Regions from separate parts of the Zea mays genome. Here region 1 is linked to region 2. Evidence: chromatin contacts called from public Hi-C data. All regions are on one chromosome and are shown on one strand. Each heading gives the region's core, a stretch centred on a gene start, on an enhancer-like site or on the middle of the called end of the contact. The rest is flanking DNA. Distances are from core to core; before and after follow the strand shown.

Region 1 (6,680 bases), core at 1,011-3,510, 190 kb before region 2:
GCCGCCCTCGACGCCGGCCACAACGCTGCCCTCGGCGACGACCTTGACGCTGCCCGCGGGGTGCCCTAGACGCCGGCCACGGGCCTCCCTTGACACCACCACAAACATTTGTGCACTCGACGCCGCCCGCGGGCTGCAGTCTGCTCCATTACTGTTGATGTGTACTGCTTGTTGCTAGGACATACTGCATGATGTCTTGTTATGCACTTGATTGACTGTTGGTGCATAGCTGTTGTTGTTTGATACTACTTGCATACTAATTCATGTTGTATATGTATTTATTTATCGAAAACTGACTTTTTTTATGCATTAACAGGATGAAGATGGACTAGAATTTTCTAAAAATAATGAAGATGTAGCAAGTGGCTCCTCTCCATGAGCAATGTGTCTTATGTTTGTTGAGAGATGTGAGCAAATGAGAATTGGTTGTAATAGTCTATGCGTGCTAAGTGATCTTGATGTGAACAAGTGATTATGAATATGTGTTCTAAACTTTATATTGTGTCATGTGTGCTAGTAGACTTATATGGCTTCTTATGTTAGCCAAGAGCCCAAGACTTATGTGCTACATTAATCTATGTGTGCTCTGGATTTACATGGCTTTTATCTATGCTTAATTAAGACTTGTGTTTGCAATTTTTATTTGTTGTTAAGTTTTGAAATATGGTTTCATTGTGTGATTTTACCGAACAAAAATACTGGTTCCCGTCCGATTTCGATGTTTACCCAACCGGATCGTATCGTTTTTCGATTCCCGTATTTATCCCGTTCGTTTTCGTTACCGAAATATCCTGTTTTCGCTTTCGTCCCGCAAGTTAAATATGAAAAATGAAAACAGTAGAGGTATTTTTCCGACCGTTCCTGACCGTTTTCATCCCTACCTGGCACCCTCCATTGGTGTCCTTTCTCTATCTCTGTATGCATGGTGGAATTGAGAAGGACTAGATAAGATTAAATACCTCCCTATTCAATTTTGAATCACCCTTAATCTTCTTCAATCCACCTACAACCGAAAAGGGGCTTAACATTTGGTGCAAAACTAAATGTTGATTTGGTGCCCTTCCACTTCATCAATATATTTGCCGTCTCTATTCTAAAGAAAGGAAAGAAGGAAAAGAAAAGGTAGTGATCCTAACACCACACGTCCACACATGATGCACGTTGTACTGTACCCGCACGGCGCTGTTCATTTGTGCCCTGTTGCACAGGAAACCGACGGCCACGTAACTTTCCGTTTCCTTTGCTTTCCGAGATGCGAAAACGACAGCCACCGAACATATAGTGGGGGTAGAGATGGCAATGGGTAAAAACCCGCTGGGTATTACTTGCCCAAACACATACCCGCGAAGAAAAAATACGCCCGCTAAAAAACCCATACCCATGACGGGTATAAAATTTTGCCCAAATCCATACCCATGCGGGTTTCGGGTACCCAACGGGTTTCCCATACCCAATAACATCAACATAAAAAATAATTCATCATGTAAATGACAATCAATACATTAATAAGCTAGCATAAAAGAAACAAGTGATAACTAATTTTAGCCTAAAATTTGTTACATGAAGTTTATTTTAATTAGAACATATTCAATTAATAATATTATGAGACATATTTATAAGGAAGGTTGATTTTAAGGCGGGTTTTAAAAACCCATGGGTTTGCGGGTATGGGTAGTGGAAGAACAAACCCATGCCCACGTACCCGTTGGGTTTCCATTTGAACCCATTAACAAACCCATGGGTAAAGAAATTGACCCAAACCTATACCCTAATAGAGCAAAAACCCACCGGGTTTCGGGTAGCGGGTACCCATTGCCATCTCTAAGTGGGGGTGATGTGAGAACATTCCATACACGCACGGCACGGGCTATCCAGTCGCGCCCTCCGACCCACATGTCAGCGGCACGAACCCATGGTACAGTAATAACACAGTACTACATCTTTACACAAAGCACTAGCCTTCGCGTTTGGGTCAGAGTCAGACTCCACTCGAGTCGGAGTCGCCACTGCCGCGCGGGGCCCGACACGCCACGGGATCGCAAGTGAGCGACGGCTCCACGCATCTGCATCCGCCGCTAGCGCTGCGCGAGTGCGGGGCCTTCCTCCACTCCCACTCGTCTCGCAGACTCGCACCCGCGTTCCCCGTGGTCAACTCGCTGCCTCCAGCGACGACCGCGAGGGGGGGCCGAAATAGGCAGGCAGGCAGCGGCAGGCCACCCAAAAAGCGACCACCCTGCGCGCACCACCTCGGCTGCCATTGCCATTGGCCATTGCCATAGCCATGGCCACGCCATGACGCCCCGCCCAGCTGCACGCGCTCACACCCCCACCGCTCCACTCCGCTCCGCCTAACTCTCACCCTCACCCGCCACCGCTCGCCTCCCCATGCTTCCGCGCTGCTGCCGCCGCCGCTCGGGTGCCTCCTGCCTCGCCGTGCTCCTCCTCCTGCTGCTGCACGCGGGCGCGGCGTCCGCGCAGGGCGCGCTTGCGCGGCAGGACGTCGCGGCGCTCCACGGCCTGCGCGCGTCGCTTGGCGTGCGCGCCAGCGACTGGCCCGACAGGGCCGACCCCTGCACCTTCTGGTCGGGCGTCGTCTGCCGCGCCGGCCGCGTCGCGGAGCTCCGCCTCTCCGGGCTCCGCCGCACCCGCGCGGGCGCCCGGAGCGCGGCCTTCGCCGTCGACCAACTCCCGCGGCTCGCAGCGCTCCAGGCGTTCAACGCCTCCGGGTTCCCGCTCCCCGGCCGGATCCCGTCCTGGTTCGGCCGCGGCCTGCCGCCGTCGCTCGCCGTCGTTGACCTCCGCTCCGCACGCGTCAATGGCGAGCTCCCGGTCGATCTCGGCATGTCCGGGAACCTCACCACCCTTGTTCTCTCCGGTAACAACCTGTCCGGCCCTATCCCGCTGTCGCTCCTCTCAATCGCTGGTCTCCGCGTTCTCGACCTCTCCGCCAACAATCTCACCGGCCCGCTGCCGAACGTGTCGTTCTCTGGCAGTGGTGGAGCTGGAGTCTTGTTCAACGCCTCTGGTAATGCCTTGTACGGCGCCGTCGGCGATGCCACTGGCTCCCTCAGGAAGAGGTTCTGGGTTGTTGATGTCTCTGACAATTACTTCGATCAGGTGCTTGGAACTGGGTTTCAGAATGGAACCGATGGTGTAGTGGATCTCAGGATGAACTGTTTGTCTGGTGCAGCAAGCCAGCGTACCCGCGGGGATTGTGAGGCTTTCTACACGAGGAACGGGGTGAGGCTTGCGTTGGACCCCAAGCCACCATCGCCATTGCCAGAGCCACAGCCACCACAGGTGCTGATGCCGTCAACGAAAAAGAGAGGGGGCAAATGGAAGTTTGTATTGACCGGGGTCCTTGGTGGTGCTGCAATTCTGGTAACACTTGGCCTTAGCGTTCTGGTATTTTGCTTGTTGAGAAGAAAAGGAAGGAAACCGAGAGGGAGAGGAGTGGAGCAGACTGAAGAGGGCATTCGGTCTGGGCGGAGAAGTAGTAGTGTGAATCCCGTCACAATGTCACCCATGGCATCCCCCAGAGCCAGTGGTTCACCAAAGGGCGTTCCTATTATCACAGATGAATTCACCTATGAGCAGTTGCACCATGCTGCAGGGGGCTTTGGGGATGATAACCTCGTCAAGCATGGGCACTCCGGTGACATGTACTATGGTGTCCTGGAGAGTGGCTTTCAAGTTGTCATAAAAAAGATTGATCTGAAGACCAGGAAGAAGTGCCAGGGCGAATTGAGCTTCCTTACAAAGCATACCCATGGGAGGATCGTTCCATTGCTGGGCCATTTGGCTAAGGATGAAGAGGAATTGCTTGTCTATAAGTACATGGCAAAAGGTGACCTCACAACCGCACTGCACAAGAAGTCAGTGGAAGTTGAACAGGGGTTGCGCTCATTGGATTGGATAACGAGGCTCAAGATTGCAATAGGTGTGGCTGAGGCCTTGTGCTTCCTTCATGACGAATGCAATCCTCCGTTGGTCCACAGGTATGCTAAGAAATCTTCTCTTGTTTAATCATTTGCTAATGTATTCCATGAGCTGTTAGTTGATGGTGGTAGTTTCGAAAAATAAATTGTTGCATAAAGTATATGGCTACTTTCAAAATTAACATGATGGAACAGATAGTGGAAATTGCACGTAGCTAAGCTCAAAAGATTCTTGCTATTTATTAAATAATTAAATTCAACAAGAGGTGACAAGTGGGATAGTGACAGAAGGTACTTGTACATTTGAAATAATTAGTAGTTGCACATTTTGGTGGGGGTTCCTCTACATGGTCCCCTGTGGTCCTGCATCAATTTGCACACTATGTATATCCAAGAAGCATAGCTTAAAGGAAAATAGCATGTGCAGGTTTCCATAGAACCTTCATTTACATCATTACATGTGAGGACATCAAATCTCGAAGTTGAAATTAAACAAACCTTGATGCATTTAAGCTTAGATCCATTGGTTCCATGTCAACAATTAATCCTAACATATTTTGGCAATGAAATAGATTGATTGTTTTGTGAAAGTATCATTTCTGTCATGGCACTGAAGTTCTTTTGATATCTTGATAACTGTTAGTGCATGTATTATTATTTCCTACTTATGTCTTCATTGTAAATGTAGAGATATCCAAGCCAGCAGTGTGCTTCTTGAGGACAAATTTGAAGTGTGCCTTGGGAGTCTGAGTGAAATATGCACTCAACAAAGTGCAGGAAGCCAAAGTTTCTTCTCTCGGATTCTAAGATCATCGAAGTGAGATTTCTAAACCATCCTCAATGCTTTTTTTTGGCTTGAGATCTGCATGGGTCTAGAACCACTCCTGCCCCCAGAACTGGTTTAATGAACATGCTCCTTTTAAAAGGAAAAAAACCCTAGTACGGCTGATCACCTAAATGGTATTAACCTGGCAACTGCATTAGTGCGTTACAAAAAAGGCAGGCCAAGTAATTTTGGGTCAATGCAAAAACAGGCCACAACTACAAGGCTATAGTGCTATCAGGTGCATGGAATTGGAGCATGGAGACCACGACTGCATTTTCTAACAAGAATCCAGTGTGGCTACAAGTTCCTCCCACCAAAAATTTAGCTTAATTCTTATCTGGAGAAACCTCATAAGCAGTTTTTTAATATCACACTTGGAAACTACAATATTGTGTCCCTTAACCACATTGCTAAGGCATCTGTGAAAATTATGAGAGTTCATGGTAGGATAATGTACTGATACTTCACCCTGGTTAGACACCTGCACTTTTTCCTATCTTATTCCCCTAAGAAAATGCACTGCCAAGGAACACACCTACTCTACAACTTTGAGTTCTATTTATATAATACATAAAGGGTCCTTTGCTGACAGTAGTATTTGTTTCTTTCTGGCAGGTCCCTTGACAAGAACATACCAGGTGTGTAAAGCACTCATCAGCTCTATTTAGTTCAATATTTGCAATCTCTGTATATACATTCATGCAACTAAAAGGGCTTGTGTGCAAAATAAAGCTGTGTGTTGTAACATTATGATATCTGCTTCTCACTTTACAGGTCCACCAGCTAGCTGCTCATACGACATTTACTGTTTCGGGAAGGTTCTACTAGAGCTAATCACTGGAAACTTCGGTGCGAGTGGCTCAACCAACGCAGATTCAGAAGAGTGGTTAGCAAGAACATTAGATTACATCAACGCAAATGACAAGGAGGGTGTCTCAGGTATTGTGGATCCCACCCTTGTTGTGGATGATGACCATCTAGAGGAAGTGTGGGCAGTGTCCATCGTCGCGAAGACATGCCTGAATCCAAAGCCCTCTAGGCGTCCACTCGCTCGATACATCCTGAAAGCACTGGAGAACCCACTAAGGGTGGTGCGGGAGCAGGAAGAGTTCCAATCCAGTCCATCTCACCTCAGAAGTACCCCATCCCAGGGCTCTTGGCGTTTCGCTTTCCATGGAAACAAGTACCACAGCTGGGAGGCCATGCCAACGTCGGGGCAAGCACTTGCTCGGAAAAATACAGCGAAGTCTCAGGGGACCGAGGGGAGTGACGAGGACGAAGAGAACTCGTTCTCGTTCAAGAGGGCTTCTCGGGACGATTTTCCGGATCCCATAGAGTTTGAAGGAGGTGTTGTTGTGAAGGAGTACCCGCAGACTAGCTAGCGATACTTGATGTGCATCTCTTTGATGTCTCTAGGTGAAAAGCTGTGTATACAGAATAGATAAATTTTTCCCCTCTTTTCTCTTTACTTGTTTATCTCAGTCGATTGAAATGGAATAAATGGCGCACTGGGTGTGCCATCCTTGAAATGCAAGCCAGTAAAGTTCTCAGATAGAGCCATTTGCCATTCAAAAACTGTTATGAAATTTTAGTGGTTGATCCAAAGTGAATTGTAGTGGAGAGCAGTTTAAGCCTTACCCGGGAGGTGGTTCTGGTCGTTGGATTGAATGGGATCATACTTCTGCAGCTGAAAACTTTTGAGCATGGCCACTGGTGCGTACTGAGTGTGATAGAGCATTCATCTGCAGCTGCAGTTTCATCCGGTGAGCTTGAACACCGAAGACGAAATGGAGGGCACCTCCATGGTCTGTTGTAGCTTCTGTTGAGTTTGAAAAAACGGACAAAAGAAGCAATCTGAACATTATGGAGATCGGTGATACCAGACTAGTGCCATGGACGGATGGCACGCAGTTATG
Region 2 (6,614 bases), core at 564-3,063:
CCAGGGCTCTTGGCGTTTTGCCTTCCATGGAAACAAGTACCACAGCTGGGAGGCCATGCCAACGTCGGGGCAAGCACTTGCTCGGAAAAATACAGCGAAGTCTCAGGGGACCGAGGGGAGTGACGAGGACGAAGAGAACTCGTTCTCGTTCAAGAGGGCTTCACGGGACGATTTTCCGGATCCCATAGAGTTTGAAGGAGGTGTTGTTGTGAAGGAGTACCCGCAGACTAGCTAGCGATACTTGATGTGCATCTCTTTGATGTCTCTAGGTGAAAAGCTGTGTATACAGAATAGATAATTTTTCCCCCTCCTTTCTCTTTACTTGTTTATCTCAGTCGATTGAAATGGAATAAATGGCGCACTGCGTGTGCCATCCTTGAAATGCAAGCCAATTTTAGTGGTTGATCCAGCTGTGGACTTTCAGGTTGGGGGGTTCTGAAAGTGAATTGTAGTGGAGAGCAGTTTAAGCCTTAGCCGGGAGGTGGTTCTGGTCGTTGGGTTGAATGGGATCATACTTCTGCAGCTGAAAACTTTTGAGCATGGCCACTGGTGCGTACTGAGTGTGATAGAGCATTCATCTGCAGCTGCAGTTTCATCCGGTGAGCTTGAACACCGAAGACGAAATGGAGGGCACCTCCATGGTCTGTTGTAGCTTCTGTTGAGTTTGAAAACGGACAAAAGAAGCAATCTGAACATTATGGAGATCGGTGACAGCAGACTAGTGCCATGGACGGATGGCACGCAGTTCTGGAGATCGGCGACAGCACTGCCCGCCCCCTCCGCGAGACAGCACCAGTTACGGGAGGTGGAGCTGGACCTCTTGTATAGATAGAATAAAGAAGCACTTCAATCCATACGGGAGAGAGAGAGAGAGAGAGAGAGAGAGAGAGAGAGAGAGAGAGGGCAGCTTATTTCTGACGTAAATCCGCGCGGAATTGGAGTTGGGTTTAACCCGACGCTGGATCAGCTGGTCCAGGACATCGGTGACTCGTTTTGGCTTCAGGCTCTGGTGGGACAGTGAGACTCGAGCCCGAGCGGGGGAAGTTAAGCCTGGCAAACTCAATCTATTACTACTCTATAAGACCCTATTGTAGGCGTGCACAAGTGCACCGTGTTCTGCCCGTCCTCCTCACGCGCAATCTCAGGAATCCCCGCCATCATCGTCCTCCCCACGCGCAATCTCAGGAATCCCCGCCATCATCGGCCCTAGCGCACCTTCCTTCGACAACCTTCCATATGAATCATCCATCGCGTCCGTGCTCCCCCTCGCGCAATCCTACCGCACTCGCTCCCGAAATCGGCCGCCACGACGCCGCACGCCATGGCTCCTGCCCAGCAGCTGCAGCTCCCTCCGCCTCTGGTGGTTTGGCACGCCGCCTCCTCGCCCAGATCCGTCCATGGTCCGCCCCTCCGGCCTCGCCCAGCTCCAAAGCTCCCTCCTGCTCGCGGGCACGCGGCCTCGCCCTTGGGGACAGGCCCTGGGCCGCCGTCTCGGCTCGCGTCCACCTCGTCCAGCGTCACAAGTGGCGCCGCCGCCGGTGCCGGCTACTTCGATCTCCCGCCCGTCGTCGACTCGTCCAGCAGTACCTACGCTCTGAAGCCGATCCCCTCGCCGGTGGCGGCGACGTCCGCTGACCCGTCCCGGGACTCGGCGTGGGAGCCCAAGCGGAAGCGAACTGGCCCGTGCGTCCCCCGCATCAACTCGAACCGAAGGGACGACCGAGCGGAGTCTAGACTCAAGAGCAACCACGACCTCCCGGATCTCTCTCCCACCCAAGCCTCGTCGCCGCCGTCTTCTGCTGCACTGCAGCGATGGCCTCCCCCGACCTGCTCTTCAATCTGTGGAACCTCTTCTACCTGGGCGCCTACCAGGCAGCCATTAACAACATCGACATCCCGGGCCTCGACGCCGACGCCGCCGCTGAGCGCGATGCCATCGTCTTCTGCTCCTACATCGCCCTCGGCTCCTACCAGGTGCGAACACATTGGGCGTCAGGCGCCTCACCGCTAGCTCGCCGCAGTTGGTTCCGGCTATGATAGGTGGGCACGCGCGCATGCCTTTCTGTGTTTGTGCAGCTGGTAATCAGCGAGATCGACTCGTCAGCCGCTACCTCGCTGCAGGCCGTGAAGCTGCTCGCTCTGTACCTCACTGGAGACAAGGTTAGTGCGCTAGATCTGAATTGTCGCCTCTGATCTGGCTTTAATCGCGCTCTGCTGATCTGGATCTGGCTTTAGTTTTTCACCATCTGCAAGAGTGGCTCCCTTCAAGTGCGGTAACAGCTTAGTTTTTCACCATCTGCAGATAATGTAGAATGTGGGGAGCGTACAATAGATGTAATAAACTCTTGCAAAGCTTTGCGAGATGCTTCTCTCTCGAAAACTCTTTTTCGTTTAGCTTCTGCAGCAGCCTGTTGCTTCAGCCCTTCTTTGCGTACAAAATGCATCCAGACTTTATCCTCAACTTGCAACCGAGCCCTCCAAGGTAAAAGCATAAGCTAATTTTTTAGTGAATCATTTTTTATTGAAAAATTGTAGATCATTGTTTTCCATTTCAATTTTTTATCCATTATGTCAAATGCGGTCATGTATTATTTCATGTTGTTTGTGTTCAGGAATGGTTTAGTCTATACATGATTCTGACTAAATGTAACAGAAAATCTTTTTACTGATTAATCAGATAATTGATTTAGTGATGAAAGTCTGGATGGTCGCTGTCTGAATTATATTTCCTCCCAGAAAAAAACACGACACCAGTAGTGCTTTTCCTTTTCTCAAGATCACCTGCATGGTCGCTGTCTGAATATCCCAACAATTCGGAGTTGTCCCCTTTTACATACCTACAGCCGTATTGTGTTGTACCAGCCACATATCTTACAATTCTTTTAATGGCAGTCCAGTGTTCAGAATTTGGTGTCTCCATAAACCTGCTCACCATTCCCACAAAATATGCTAGGTTAGGTCTGGTGTTTACAAGATATCTCAGACTCCCAACTATACTTTTGTACTTGGTAGCAGCTAACACCTTGTCAGGTTTTCCAGGTATTAACTTGCATTGTTGCTCCATTGGAATGTCAACTGGATTACACCCTTTCATCCCACAGACTTCAATGATTTTATCAGCATATGCGCTTTGACAAATAGTGATTTCACCAGGCTTTTGTGTAACTTCTATACCAAGGTAATAAATCAGCAGTCCAAGGTCACTCATACTGAACCTTCCTTTCATTTGCTGTTTGAACACCTCTATCTACTTGTTATCTGGCCCACAAATAATGAGATCGTCCACATATACACCTATGAGTAACCGAGACGCATTCTTTCCTTTTTTATAGACAGCATGTTCTTTTGGGCTTCTTTTAAAACCCAAACTTACTAGCTCCTTGTCAAGTCTGGCATTCCAGGCTCTGGGAGCCTGTTTGAGTCCATATAATGCCTTGTTCAGCTTCAAGAATCAAGACCCTTTCTGCACAGGTTGGATCAATGAAACCAGGTGGTTGTTTAACATAGACTTCTTCACAAAGTTCTCCATTTAAGAATGCAGATTTCACATCCATGTGATGCACCTCCCACTCCCTTTGTGCAGCTAGAGCCAGTAAAATTCTTACTGTCTCCAACCTTGCCACAGGAGGAAAAACTTCATCATAGTCTATCCCTTGGACTTGAGCATACCCCTTTGCAACCAGCCTAGCCTTATGTTTCACAATTCTCCCTGATGGATCTTTCTTTACCTTGAATACCCACTTCAGTCCTATTGCCTTTTGACCCTTTGGCAGATCAGCAGCCACCCAGGTTCCATTTTGATGAATGGACTCCATTTATTCCTCCATGGCCTTTCTCCAGCATGCCTCTTCTAGAGCTTGTTCTATGTTCATTGGCTCATCAGCTGCTAACATGCACACCCCACTATATTCAAAATCAAGTACTTCATTTGCTGAGTCATACAAATCTGCAATTGTTTTGTATCTCTTTGGTACCCCTGCTGAAAACTGAGGACTCTGCTCAGGAGGAGATACCCAACCTGTAGCTGTACTTGACCCCTGACTTTGAGGTGAATTTGGAGCATGAGAGGGTCCTGCTTCACTATTATGCGTAGCTGAGAGTTCTCCCTCTGGTGAACCCCCATCTGCCGCTTCACTATACCCCCTCTTTACACTCACTGTGAAGTACATCAACCCTTTGCATCTATGCTTATTTGCTTTGCTATTAGGATTGGATGCGCTTCAGTGTTGCCTTCTGGCACACGTTCTGTGGTACTAGCGCTGATCCTTTCGGTGCTCCTACAATGACTTGGCCTTGGGAGGATGGCACAAATTCGTTGGCCATGGCTAAGAGAAGAAGTATGATGATCGCCTAACCTACCTTTGTGCTTTAGTCCTAGCCTTCTGGGTTATGTTTTGGTCTGTTTGTTGGAAGAACTAACTTCTGTTTCAACTGACATTTCAGTGAGAGCTCACTTTGAGTTCATGGAGAAGTTGGGAGTCAACAAATGGTGCTTCCATGACAGGGATATTGCCCCGGATGGGAAGACACTTGAAGTATGTCCATCAGTTGTGTTGTATACTTCTGTTAATGCATGAACTCATAAGTATAATTGGCTTGGTCTGTTATTGCTATCGCAGAAGCAATTTTCAGTATTCAACCTTACAATTGGTTCGATAGCTGTGTCCTTCAGTTATGTTTCATGTGTGCTAACAGTTAATAAATGAAGCCAGTAAAGTGGCTTGGTGGAGTTATCTACGATACTGTTTTAAGAGCAACCTTAGAAATTACATATGGTTCTGGTTGTTATGGGTCGATTTGTTATTGGATGCTACTAATTATCTATTGGACTATGTATTGAGCATACAATTATGATTCCTGATGTGTTCCAGCTATCTTATGCTCACATAAAAGGATTCATTTTGATTTTATTTCATTCACACCCATCTGACTATAGGAAAAACTCATCTGTAAATGAAGCAGCAAACATTTCATCTCCTGTTAGATACTTTTTAAGATGAAGTGTTGCAACAACTGACGACTTTAGTTCAGTAACATTACTCTTAGAAGTTTCCTAAGACTTATTCTCACACTGCAGGAAACAAATTCTAACTTGGATGAGATAGTCCAGCTGGCAAAGCAGCTGCAGGTTAGTTTAACCTTTAAATTGCTGGCACTTAGCTGTACCCCACCATTTTGCATTACCCTGTTTGCTTTTTTTTTTAATTCCATTTAGGGTGAGACCAATATAAAGCCATTGTGGGGTACCGCACAGCTCTTTATGCATCCACGTTACATGCATGGCGCTGCTACGAGGTTGGTATCTTGTTGGATTGTTGGTTTTGTGTGTTCTAAACAAAGTTATGAACTCGGAGTATGACTAGAGATGAATATTAATCACTCTTCATTAATGTTGCAGCCCAGAGGTTAAAGTATATGCTTATGCGGCAGCACAAGTTAAGAAAGCTTTGGAGGTGGGTTATCTGTGATCACCATGATCAATCTTCCTTCATTTCGCCCAATTTTTTATTTGACCTTATCTCCTTGCAGGTCACTCACTACCTAGGTGGTGAAAACTATGTGTTCTGGGGTGGAAGAGAGGGTTACCAAACTCTTCTGAATACTGATATGAAGAGAGAACTTGACCATCTGGTATGAATGGGGTTTATTTGCCGATTCTGTCTTAGCTTTACTTTGTGGCCAAATTATCTGATTGTTTGCTGGATTTGTCCAGGCTAATTTTCTTCAAGCTGCTGTTGACTACAAGAAGAAGATTGGATTCAACGGTAATTCAGTCCCGTTTCTTTATGATTACCCGTTCCAATGTCCATAACTTTGACATAGTGCATTGTCTTTACTATGCCAATTTGGTGACAGAACTAAAATTTTATTATGTATTTCAGGAACACTATTGATAGAGCCTAAACCACAGGAACCAACAAAACACCAGTACGCTACTTACTCAGTAATGGATTAGCAAAGTATCCTACAGGATTCAGAAACATTTATCCTTGTTTCTCTGGCAGGTATGACTGGGATGTTGCGACTACGTTTGCTTTTCTACAGAAGTACGGTCCTACAGGTAATATAAGTTTTCATATTTTTGGAATGTGAATACATTGTCAACAAGTTTCTGTGAGTGAAGCTTGTGTGAGATTAACTGTTTGTTCTAAAAGTACACCTTTTTACTGTTTCACATGACATAGGAGAGTTCAAGATTAATGTTGAGTGCAACCATGCTACTCTATCTGGACACAGGAAAGGTTTTTTTGCTTGGCTAAATTGAGTTGAATAATAGCTTAAAGATTTGCATGTTAAACTTGCAGCTGCCATCATGAATTGGAGACTGCACGGATTAATGGGCTGCTTGGAAATATCGATGCAAACACTGGTGATCCTCAAGTTGGTATGTGTCACTGTTGTATATAACTCCTTTGTTTTTTAATAAGCGTATGACCCGATATTATTTGTGTTACACTAGAAACATACATGCATTTCTTTATTCTTTTCTAGAGAGAGAAAATTAAAAAATGAGGCATGCATAGTAACTTACCTTACCGTTATGGACAGGTTGGGACACAGATCAGTTCATGACAGACATTGCAGAGGCTACTTTGGTTATGTCAAGTGTAGTT

The links. A called contact is a pair of places that touch in the nucleus more often than the background predicts.
Region 1: a contact with region 2 is called in a Hi-C map of ear, with 4 times the contacts expected there. The contact joins the promoter of LOC606465 here to the promoter of LOC103645648 in region 2. A contact is called at or near these places in 2 of 25 Hi-C or Micro-C datasets (ear and leaf).

What each region holds. Positions count from the first base shown.
Region 1 is chr1:289,220,492-289,227,171 of Zm-B73-REFERENCE-NAM-5.0, reverse strand. LOC606465 (wound and phytochrome signaling involved receptor like kinase) reads left to right here and starts at 2,260. Exons shown (of 4, transcript NM_001112325.1): 1 at 2,260-3,998; 2 at 4,627-4,755; 3 at 5,380-5,402; 4 at 5,539-6,316. The coding sequence starts at 2,386. The coding sequence ends at 6,146. It overlaps LOC111590573 (a long non-coding RNA gene), which reads left to right. Exons shown (of 2, transcript XR_002749706.2): 2 at 317-625.
Region 2 is chr1:289,034,349-289,040,962 of Zm-B73-REFERENCE-NAM-5.0, reverse strand. LOC103645648 (coatomer subunit epsilon-1) reads left to right here and starts at 1,813. Exons shown (of 5, transcript XM_020544380.1): 1 at 1,813-2,020; 2 at 2,105-2,160; 3 at 2,236-2,273; 4 at 2,396-2,482; 5 at 2,613-2,634. The coding sequence starts at 1,813. The coding sequence ends at 2,634. It also overlaps the pseudogene LOC103645647.